4 separate regions of the Gossypium hirsutum genome follow, and regions 1, 2 and 4 are each linked to region 3. A link is a contact called in public Hi-C data. All regions are on one chromosome and are shown on one strand. The core of a region is the stretch at or near the end of the contact, and the rest is flanking DNA. Distances in the headings are between cores, read along the strand shown. Region 1 holds the start of LOC107892180 (protein TPLATE). Region 2 holds the start of LOC107892181 (cytochrome c1-2, heme protein, mitochondrial). Region 3 holds the start of LOC107892185 (transcription factor GTE8). Region 4 holds the start of LOC107892178 (phosducin-like protein 3).

Evidence for each region. A called contact is a pair of places that touch in the nucleus more often than the background predicts.
Region 1: a contact with region 3 is called in a Hi-C map of leaf, with 2.4 times the contacts expected there. The contact joins the promoter of LOC107892180 here to the promoter of LOC107892185 in region 3. A contact is called at or near these places in 2 of 34 Hi-C or Micro-C datasets (callus and leaf).
Region 2: a contact with region 3 is called in a Hi-C map of leaf, with 2.5 times the contacts expected there. The contact joins the promoter of LOC107892181 here to the promoter of LOC107892185 in region 3. A contact is called at or near these places in 11 of 34 Hi-C or Micro-C datasets (callus, hypocotyl, leaf and 1 more).
Region 4: a contact with region 3 is called in a Hi-C map of leaf, with 2.8 times the contacts expected there. The contact joins the promoter of LOC107892178 here to the promoter of LOC107892185 in region 3. A contact is called at or near these places in 2 of 34 Hi-C or Micro-C datasets (both in leaf).

What each region holds. Positions count from the first base shown.
Region 1 is chrD09:11,856,478-11,859,177 of Gossypium_hirsutum_v2.1, reverse strand. LOC107892180 (protein TPLATE) reads right to left here and starts at 1,405. Exons shown (of 7, transcript XM_016817190.2): 1 at 169-1,405. The coding sequence starts at 1,290.
Region 2 is chrD09:11,817,003-11,819,702 of Gossypium_hirsutum_v2.1, reverse strand. It overlaps LOC107892181 (cytochrome c1-2, heme protein, mitochondrial), which reads left to right and starts at 1,353. Exons shown (of 8, transcript XM_016817191.2): 1 at 1,353-1,522; 2 at 1,921-2,004; 3 at 2,541-2,700. The coding sequence starts at 1,406. It also overlaps the pseudogene LOC107893006.
Region 3 is chrD09:11,508,380-11,511,139 of Gossypium_hirsutum_v2.1, reverse strand. LOC107892185 (transcription factor GTE8) reads left to right here and starts at 1,253. Exons shown (of 11, transcript XM_016817196.2): 1 at 1,253-1,609; 2 at 2,350-2,760. The coding sequence starts at 2,422.
Region 4 is chrD09:11,891,106-11,893,805 of Gossypium_hirsutum_v2.1, reverse strand. It overlaps LOC107892178 (phosducin-like protein 3), which reads right to left and starts at 1,355. Exons shown (of 4, transcript XM_016817187.2): 1 at 302-1,355. The coding sequence starts at 543.

The sequences.
Region 1 (2,700 bases), core at 156-2,655, 350 kb before region 3:
TATATATTTCATTATTCTTTCCCAGTGTGACAGCTAACCTTGAAACGCTCACACCAGTAAAATTTCATAAACTCGCTATATCAATGACTCAGACCTATCTCTAACACACTAAGAAAACCAAATTTAATTTATGCAAAAGAATTGTAAAAAAGAAAAAGAAAAACACACCTGCATATGAAGATCAAGCAAATGAAGATTAGTAACAACGGCTCGAACAATACTTTCTCTAGCAGAAGCAAACTCCTGTCTATCCCAAAGTGTCAAAATGGCAATTATTGACTGTGAAGCCCACTCAGGCTTCCCTCCAGGCACATCAGCCAAATACAACATATTAATCCCGACGTCAAAAATCAATGCAGGTTCCAGCGAAGATGCCAGAAATGGAGCCAAATGAGTGACTAAATCCGACACACCAACTAATTTCTCCGCATTGGAATCCACCACAGTCCCATTCACTTTAGAACCCTTTGAAATCTTCCTTATAACTTCCAATCCCCCCGAAGCCACTGCCTTAACTGCAAAAACTAAAGGAAAAACAGTTGCTCGAAAACTCTCAACCGGCAGAATCAATGACCTTGCCATTAAAGTGCTGCGTTTTTTCCAAACGAAATCAACCATTGAAGAAACCCAATTTGACCTTATAGCCAAAGAATTTTCACTATCAACAAGCTTATCACCAGCTAATCTGCTCATCCTTTTTGAATCCAATTCCTGAAATAATCTCCCCACGGATTCAAATGCTACCTTCGAAACCGTGTCGGACTTGTCCAACATATTCTGCCCAATCCGAGCCCACCAAGCTGATACCTTATCGAGAAGATTAACATTGTTTTCACACAACGTTACGAGATCGTCTCTAGCGAGAACACATCCTAGAGTCTCGGTGATGGAGAACCGGAGGTTATCGGAAGGGGAATCGAAACAAGCAGAGATCTCGGCATTGGAATCGGTGATAAGTTTGGCGAGGGAATAAGAAGGGATGGCAGCGAGGATGGAGACTGCAGCAGCAACGACATCGGGATCGGGGAAGTGGAAGTCGTTACGGATGCCGGTGGAGACAGAATCCCAAAGGTCGGCGGTTAAACGAGTGGATCGGATGAGGTCGAAGGCGAGCTTTTTGCAGACGGCGGAAGCAGGGGCGGCGACGATTTCTTCAACGGCGGATTTGGCAATTATGGAAATGTCGCGACCGGCGGCGGATTGTTGGAGGGCGGAAAGAAGAGCGCCGGACTGGCGGAGAGCATCGTTTGAGCGGAGATCCGCTTGGATTTGAGCAAAAAGAATATCCATTAACAAAAAAATTCTTTAGGTTTCTCAATGGAACATCGGGATGAAGTTCGAACTAGTCAATTAGAAGATCTGATCTGATACAACGAAGAGGTGCAAGAAAGCAGTTATCAAAGTGAAAATGTTGGCTCCGGACCAGCTTGGCATTGTGGTTGAACCAAATTGGGCCGGGTCTGTATATGAACTTGCTTCGGTTTTCGGTTCGGCCTATGTTTGTTGGTTTGGGCTTTGGTTATTGGTTGTAAAATTTTTTTAAATATTAAATAATGTTATATATTTAATAGAAATATGTATTTTATTAAATTGAACAAATTTTAATATAAATTTAAGGGGGTAAATGTTTAAATTTCATGGCATATAATATTTTTTGGGGCAAATTATACAGTAGGTCACTCTAAAATAGTGTTGTTCTTATTTTGATCATTCTATTTTTTTATCAATTTAGTCACTCTAGTTAAGATAATTGCTTGAATTAGACACTATCGTTAAAAATTTTGTTAATTCACTAATGGATGTTGATGTGTCTTTATTTTTTTTTTCATTTGCAACATAATGCTAAAGTTGGTAAGTTTTCTCTTCTTCCTTTTTGTTGTTTGTTTGTTTCCTGGAAAAAGTACCAAAGGTAAATGAGGATAGTTTTGACTTGTTTGTTGATAATAGGTTTTACCGTGAGTAATTTGCTCATAGTGTTTATTTGTACATGCTTGATTTGTGCTCGGATTCAGCTATGTGCTTCTTGAAGATTCTTTGCAATTTCTTCAAGATCTAATGTTAGTATGGTAAGTTTTTCTTTTCTTTTCTTTTATTTAAGAAAATTTATTTTTTCCACTTAATTCTTAAATTTCTAGAATTGGGTTGTGTTGTGTTTTATTGTGCGTGTTTAGTTTATTAACAAATCTAGTTTTGTTGGGTGTTCAACTTTATTGATGAAAATAATGATTCCTCAAAAATATTTCTTGCCTTTTTTTTTTCTTTTCATAGTAATTATGTTAATGCTACTGGGTATTGAATGTTAAAAATGAAAAGATGATTTTGAGGGTATCCAAGGGAAGATTTTAAGGTATTTATAAAGGAATTTTTAAGTTTTTTCTTTTCTCCTTTGCATGTTAAGAGAAAATCAATTAAAGAAGAGAACAGAGTGATACAGTTACCTAAGCCAAACAAACAAGTCAACTATCCTATTTTTCTCTTTTACTTTTCCTAAGAAACAAACAACAACAAAGAAAAAGAGAAAACTTACAAACCTTAGTAAACAAAAAAAGAAAGTGTTTTGAACTAATTATAAAGAGGTCTCTAGCTATACTCAAAAGTAAAAAAAAAAAGCCATGTCAGCAATTCGTTAGTGGCTTAAAGAAATTTTTAACGACAGTGACCAATTCGAACAATTATCTTAATTAAAGTAACTAAATTGAC
Region 2 (2,700 bases), core at 104-2,603, 310 kb before region 3:
TTTTTCCCAATCTAAAATTTTACAAATAACATAGCAAAAAAAAAAATCTATCACCAAAAGAACAAATTTTTAAAGAGAGGGAAAGACAAAAAAAAGACAAAACCTTGTCGTCAACGTTGTGTTGTTGTTGTTGAGAAACAAAGATACGAGGTTTTTGAGACACCCAATTGGATGCAAACCTAAGATATGAAGAGCTAAAAGAAGAAGAAGATGCCCACAAGAGATCTACAATGCAAGCCAATCCCAAAAGACAAAAGAATAGAACAAATATAAATTTTGTGTAACTGTTGTTGCTCTTGCTTTGATGTTGATGGTGGTGAGGTAGATTTTTGCCCATTTTTCTTTTTGCAGGTTCATAAGAGTATTGCTCATCTCCATTTATTTATTAGAACGTAAAGGGAATACAGGGGTTGGAGGAGAAAAAAGAAAGACAGCTTGAGACAGCAGTAACTTTGAACTCTGCTCAAAATGTTGGGCGCCAATGGTTTTTCATTGCCTTTTGAAGTTCACTAATTCTTGGGTAAATTACATCTCATATCCTAAATTATGCTTCAAAATTTACATTAGTCCTAAACTATAATACTCAAAGTATCGGTTAGGTCCTTTTAGCATTTGGATAACTTGGGAATCGTATGCCACGAGTGTTTTAAAAATCAGGATAGTGGTTGAACGGTTTAAACTATGTTCAACATTCGATTTGATCAATCATATAAAAATAAATAATAAAAATATTCATAAAACATAAAAAATATATATAAAATCCGTTCAACTGATTCAAATTTTTGACTTTTTGTTCTGACTTCCAATTTTTTATTAGTTTTGAGCAGTTCATTTAGAGGTCGATTCAACTTCTATATTCAGACTAGTATATCAATCAATTCGGTTCAAATAACACTAAATATTACATAAAAACTATATTTTTTATTAGACTCATGCTTATTTAGCATCCAAATTAATAATTAGATTAACGAAAGAACCTAATTGATATGATACTAATATTTTAAAAACTCAATTCGAGCATTTTAAAATTTAGAACTTGTTTAAAACATGAATCATAACTTGAGGATGTACTGTGGAATTAATCCTTTAATTTTATGTGTCTTCCGAGGTTGAAAATTCAAGGGCAATCCTCGGCAGTTGTTTTCATGGTCGGTCGGTGGATGCAATGGGCTGTCTCTGCAAGGAAAAAAGGGGCCTGTCTGTTTTCTTTTTATTTATTTGTGGAGTCTCCTTTATGGGCTGGTTTTATTGCTGTCCACTACTTGGGTCTCATGTCACTGAAAAGACCAAACACAAGACCTGGCAGTTTTCAAGGCCATCCTAAAAGCCCAAAACCTTACTGTCTGTTGGTGGACACGCGACTCGACTAAATCTCAATCACTGTTTTTTTTTCCTACTATAATTTATGCTGTTTTCTCTTATACTTTCCGTTTTGTTCCTTTGGATCTGTGAGGCAGCCGCCGGTTCCTTTGACCACCACCACCGCCACCTCTCTGTGATCAACCTTCACTCTCTTTTTCAAGTTAGTTCTCTGTCTTATGCTCTCTTCACATCTTCTTTTAATCTTTGGGTTTATTATTTTTATTATTTTTTCCTCCATAGTTGTTGGATCTGCCCCCAGATCCTCTATGTTAGGGTTTTCAAGTTCCTCCTTTTTTCATTTTAAACTTTAACCTTTTTTTGGCTTCCTTATGCTATTCCTTTGATTGGGTTTACTGTTCTTTGTGTATTGTATGTTTATCCTTTGATTTTATGATTACCCACTTGTTTCAACACTGTTAAAGCTTTTCCTTTTTGTAGAATTTAATGATTATTTGACTGAAAAAAAGGAACCTTTATATGAATTCTCTTTTTAATCTCATTTTGTCCTTTTTTTTTAACATTTTAATTGTAAATATACATTTGCTTATTAAGTTTCAGCTGAACTTTTCAGGGAAATTAACTGAAATGGCTGGAGGATTAATCCACCAGGTTTTAAGGAGGAAATTTCAATCACAGTCTGCTGTAAGATTCTTTCCTAGTTTTCCTTCATTGATGTTAAACTTATACTTACCTATGGAATGAGGTCATGAAGACCATGCAATCTACATGGTTCTTACTGGATTTTCTTACATAATCTAGAAATATTTTGCTACATGGATTCTAGTATTTGTTGAATTGTAGCAAGTTTTCATTCATTGATCCTAGTTTTCTACTTTCCTCAAGATGAATTCTAACTTTTAAGGCAAGCTTTGTCCAATTGCGGTATGTTTTCATCCTATATTACTCTTACTTGGGTGCTAATGTCTGATATGCAAGTGTGCATTGAGATGGGTATGATCAGATTTTTTAAAGTTTTTCCATGTATTTGGAGTATCCTTGGATGTTTATCTTCATACTCAAGTGTCGGATACGAGTCTTGGACATGTGTACTTCATGAACAATGAAGAGTCAGAGCAAAAAAAGTTTTCATCTCTGAATAATAATGAAAAGTTTCTATAGGATTTAACCTGGAATGGTTTTCTCCCAGTTACCAATACTTGTTCTGTATTATTGCTCAGGTTCAAGCTTTATCATGGTTTTCATCAAGGAAAGTTAATGACGATGCGGGTTCTGCTGGTATGAGGACTGTTGCACTCCTTGGAGCTGGTGTTTCAGGTTTACTAGGTTTTGCAACAGTAGCATCTGCTGATGAGGCAGAACACGGTTTAGGAGTTGCAA
Region 3 (2,760 bases), core at 4-2,503:
TATATAGTCATTCATTTACTCAAGATTAAGGTAAGTCGCACAATGAATAAAAAAATAATCTATAAATAGATTTAATATTATTTCATCTTGAGTTCAATCCAATGCATTATCAATCCAAATAACCACATTAATATCTCTATCTTGGGAGTCAATTATGCTTTGGTAGTCGAGATAAGTTATATCCCATTTGAACTTATAGACAATATAATAGTCCTAACATGAGTCAATTGCTTGTCATGCCTAAATTTGATAGTCACTATCTTATCAAGGTTAGAGATGAACATAACCTTTGTTGACGGGACTGACTTCATTTTTTTGTTTAACTTTTCATGGTTTGTTATCCATGAAGAGGAAAGGAGAGAGATTACCATTTCTCTAATCGCAACCTTTGAAACATGTACAAAAGTAATTGAGTTTTTTCAGGTGTCGAACTTTACAAATGAAATATCGTATTTATAGGATTAAGCTATCGATTACATAATCTTGAATTCCATAAGCGATATTATAGCGGAGAGCGAATTGGTTTGTGGTGTTGACCATTTTTGCTCAAACAAGAACTTTGAGACATTTGATAAGAGTTGAGTCTTTTATGTGCCATGTTGTATGTGGGAGGTTGAGTGAGGTTTCTATAATACCTACGTTGAATAAAAAAAAACAAAAGTTCTAATTTTTATTTAAATAATCTCTTGAAATTTGAGATTTAATTTTTTTGATTTCTCTATTTTTTATTATATTATTAAATTGATAACACTATTACTTATTGTTGTTATGACATAACTTTTAAATAAAAAATAAAAATATTAAAATAAAATATTTAACTAAAATGTGAGTTTTGTTATTAGTTGCACATAGTTGACTAGATTTTTCATGCAACTCAGATTGTGTAATTGAGTAATAATTTAAAAAATATATTATTATTTTAATGGTAGGATATTATAAGAGAAATAATAGGGAATTAAGGAACTATCCTAAGCAAAGTATATTGTAGTACATTGTCATGCAGTTCGTGAATCACTTCATTTAAAGGCGAAGTGAAAACTGAAAGATTCGGTAGCATGGAACTAGCCATTCGACATAGAGCACCAGCTGCTTTATTGCCTTCCCCGTATGTGTGAATGGTGCTATTAATGACATCATAAAAAAAATTATGGGAAATTGAAGTAGAAGGAATAGTAGAGGGCCTAAAACAATAATTGGCAAAGAACAATTTTGAATGATTAATTGTGCTAAATCAGCATGCCAAAATCGGACGTTCGAGATCGATCTTAAATCTGACCGTCCGATGACTTTCATCCTGAATCTAGCGGTCATAATTTCTCCAAAAGAAGCAAAAGCCCTTTAAATAGAGCGAAGATATACGAAGTTCAGCTCTTTTGCTGATCTCGCTAATAATCTTTTTCGATCCAAAATTTTAAAATTCAATAAAACATTTTTCCTTTCTATTTTAAGAATATTAATTATTAATTTCTCTAGGGTTTCTTGATCTAGAGTTTTCTCCTGTTTGTGCGTTTTTTTTGCTTCTCTCTTTTACTTTGTCGGCGAAACGATTGAGGAAGTGAAGAAAGGGTTCTCGACATAGGAGGAACAGTGAGCGAGCAGTGACAGACTGGTAATTGTTACTGGTTTCTTATGGGTTTTAGATTTCTTTTTGGATCCGGGTTTGGGTTTTATTCTTAGGGCGGGAGGGGTTTGATATTGGATTAGGGTTTTTGTTGTATCAAACTTCTTCTGTTGTAAAGATTTGAGGCTTTATCTAGTAAATGTTATTATATATTTTCAATTTAAACCAGTAAGCTAGTTTTTCTTCTCGCAATTTTAGCTTTCCATGCATGATTGAAATTTTATTAAATACGAATTTCGCGTTCTTGCCTTTTAGGTGTTTTATAGAGTTTAATATGGTGGGTTTTTTTATTAATTAATGTGGTGAATTTGGGGTTTGTAAAGATGGGTAGTGTAAATAAAATTCAGGATCTGGGTAGATGCAGGTAAGAGCTGCTTTAATTGAACTGTGAATAAGTTCAATTTATTCTCGTGCAGTTTAATTCCTTTCCCATTGTCGGGAAAAATTTAAATCTGGATTTATTCACTGTGGAATGGGAGAATTTGGTTCCTATTAATGTTCTCTAGTGTTTAATCTAGTGAATTTGTGTCTTTCAAAAGATAAATAGTTCAAGAAAGTATTCACAGTGGTTAAATATTTTATATTTGGGTAAGTGCGGTGGGAATTGATTTAAACTTGTTTAAAACTTTTACTGACCTTTACTCTAGTAGTTGTAGTTAAAGGGTGGATTTATAGTTACACTAGAAAATCAGATGGGATAATTTTGCTCCTATGGCTGATATCTTCAGAGTGCGGCAATTAAGTCAGCAGCTCCTTTACACTGAATAAAGGGATATAAGAAGAAAGGTGCTTTGGCTAAGATGTTGACAAAGTGCGATAGGTTTGCAGGAGAGTATTATTGTGGCCCGTATGAGCCTCCTGGTGAATCAGAGGGATCTGGTAGCTCGGGAAGAATCGATATGGAGATTACTGCTTCAGAAGATTCAAGTGCACTGAAGAGAAAATGTATCAGTTTGAACCCTGATAAACATGGCACCTTTGGTGTCCGTACGGAAGTGTTATCACTGTCAAAATTGTCACAGTTTGAAAGAAAGGATTTGATGCATAGGTTGAGACATGAATTGGAGCAGATTCGGATGCTTCAGAAGAAAGTTGAGTTGCAAAGGACAAATGGGGTTACTGTGTCATCTTCCAGTGAT
Region 4 (2,700 bases), core at 106-2,605, 380 kb before region 3:
TAGCTAATAAAAATCCAGTCACAAGGCAAAAGTTCCAACAATTTCGCAATCGTGAATTTGATGCAAAATGAAGAACAAAAAAGATATCACCAGAATTAATCCTAAAGCTATCATGCTTCAACGTGAAACTTCCCTTTCAGCTCATAAATCTAACAAATTTAACCAAATAATCTAAACCAATATTTTAATTCAATAAAAAAAATCACCTCTGAATCCAATTATCAAAATAATAACGTCTAAATCCTAAAACTGAAATCCGCAAAACAAATCCAATTAATTGAAGAAAAAATGTAAATGAAACCTGTATTCTTCAAGGAAGCGATCATCATCGAGATCATCTTCGAGTTCATCAAGTTCATCTTCAGTCTTGGCATCGACCCAAGACTTGTCCTTGGGGGCAGAATCCGGGTCGGGTGCGGGTTCGAAAGGAGGAGGCTTGAAAGCGGGTGGCTTTGGGGGTAAATTACCAAGCTTTCTTTGAATATCGTCCCATTGAGTGGAAGCACCTTCCACGTCTTTGTAAACGAAATGGTAATCCGCCATTGTTTTAAAGCTTTTTTCTCTATGTTTTCCCTTCTCAGATCCTTCTTTCTCTCTTTGGCTCTCTGCTTTTAAAGAACATAAAACGAAAAGGTGATATAATGGGGAAATTCTACAGAAAGCTAAAAAAAGCTTACCATAAGCTTCAAAAAGCAGGAGGCTTTAGATTCAAAAAAAAGAGAGGATAAAGCCTAAAATAAAAGCAAAACCGGGATTTACCGGTTATAGGTAATCAAATAAATTCACTAAAGCTAAAAAAAAAAAACATTTCTTCCCTAAGCCGTCGTTTCCCGTTCCTCGTCCAAACCAATTCCTGTCGGCCTTCCTTCCAACCCATTCCGGTCGACGCCACCGTCGTGTTTGCCGCTCTCCGACACCGGTCGAAGCCCGCTGCATCATCAATGCCGTAGATTTCATTTAAGGCAACGTTTTATGCCATCCCAGGCTTTCATCTTTTTCACTGCGGTTCTAACCGATCCCATTGGACATCGTTGTTGTGTCTTTCGCTTTCCGACGACTAACGAAGCCTAGTGCCGTAGGTTCCGATTGGTGCATTTTAGTCGTTCCTCTTCTTCCCCGTCTCTTTTGACAGCGGGTAATCTGTCAATTCCTTGTCTCTTTTCTTTTTCATTTTGAACTCCCATTTTGACAGTGGTTAAAGAATATATGATCTCTTTAAAACTCACCAAAAAATTGAAAGATAATTTATATTTTCAGATTGCTGTGTTGTTACTTATTAGTGTAATTAAATAAAATTGTTTGGAATGGATGAAATTATGATGGGTTTTCGGTGCTTTGAGCTTACAACTGAAATCAACTTGAGCATTCGATCCGAGCTATGAGATCTTAAATTCGTTCCCGGAGAAACTATAGCTGGTTACCATTCAATTCAACTATTAAGTTTAATACATATTCATCACATGATTTATAATCAGCTTACAAAAGTCTCTTTTGATAACTTAATGAGTTGGGGTTATGACCATGATAGATCCGTGTTGTGACATCATTGACATAGGCTCGGGGTTGCGACTTTAAATGCACAATGTGAAGGTAGATTCCTTCAACTCAACACGCAAAACATTGCATCCCATGTTGATGTTCAATTACACATCTCCATCCTTTAAAAGCTTTAAGCCATATATACAGATGTATCATTCCATAATCAAAACACTCCATTCACCATTTACAACCTTAAAATGGTTCAAACCTAGTTACATGTCATCTATTGCAATGTAAAGTATTGTACAAACATTGTTGGGCCGAAATTTTACGATCATACCTTCACATAGAATAAACAAACCATACACTGAACAATAAAACTTAGTGATTTTTTCATGATTTAAGTCAATATAACAATAACATTAATCAAATAAGTTAACATTTAGCCAAATCACATTCCATTTACGCCAAGAACTTCCATTAACATATAATGCATGGAAATAACAATTTTGTATAACAATTCATTTATCATTTGCATTAGAATTTATCATGTCATACCAGTCAACAATAAGGTACATATATTTTCATTTCATTTCATATCAATTTCTCATTCTTTAACTCATCTTATTCTCGAATCTATTGATTCGCTCTATTACCATATCAACCCTCCAGGCTTGTATAAATTCGTTCGTATGGTCTTTCACATTTTAAGTCATATTTTACATATATCTACATGTGTACCGGTTCATACTATCATTTCAATTCAATATCATTTATCGAGTTCATACTTTATACCCATATTAACCTGACTTGGATCTAGGACGGGTACATGCATTATCCAACCAACATACCAATTTGACATCCAGTAGTGTCTGATCGGAACGTCCAAAGTATATAAATTGTGCCTACCGCTTAAAGGTATAACCAAAGTAAAAGGTGTGTCCAGCACTCATTGGAACGTTTGAAGTAACATGCGTCCAACGCTCATTGACATATAGTCAAAGTATAACCCGTGCACAATCTAACCCTATAGCATACCAACTATGTTCGACTCTGCTTATAGTTAATAGAGTACCGATGATCCAATTTCATTTTATAATCAATTCACATATCAATTCATATTCAATATCATAATCTTTTTTCAATTTATCATCACTCATATATGTCTAATATCATAAAGCATGTTCATTCCATATTCATATATCATATCATGTAGCAATT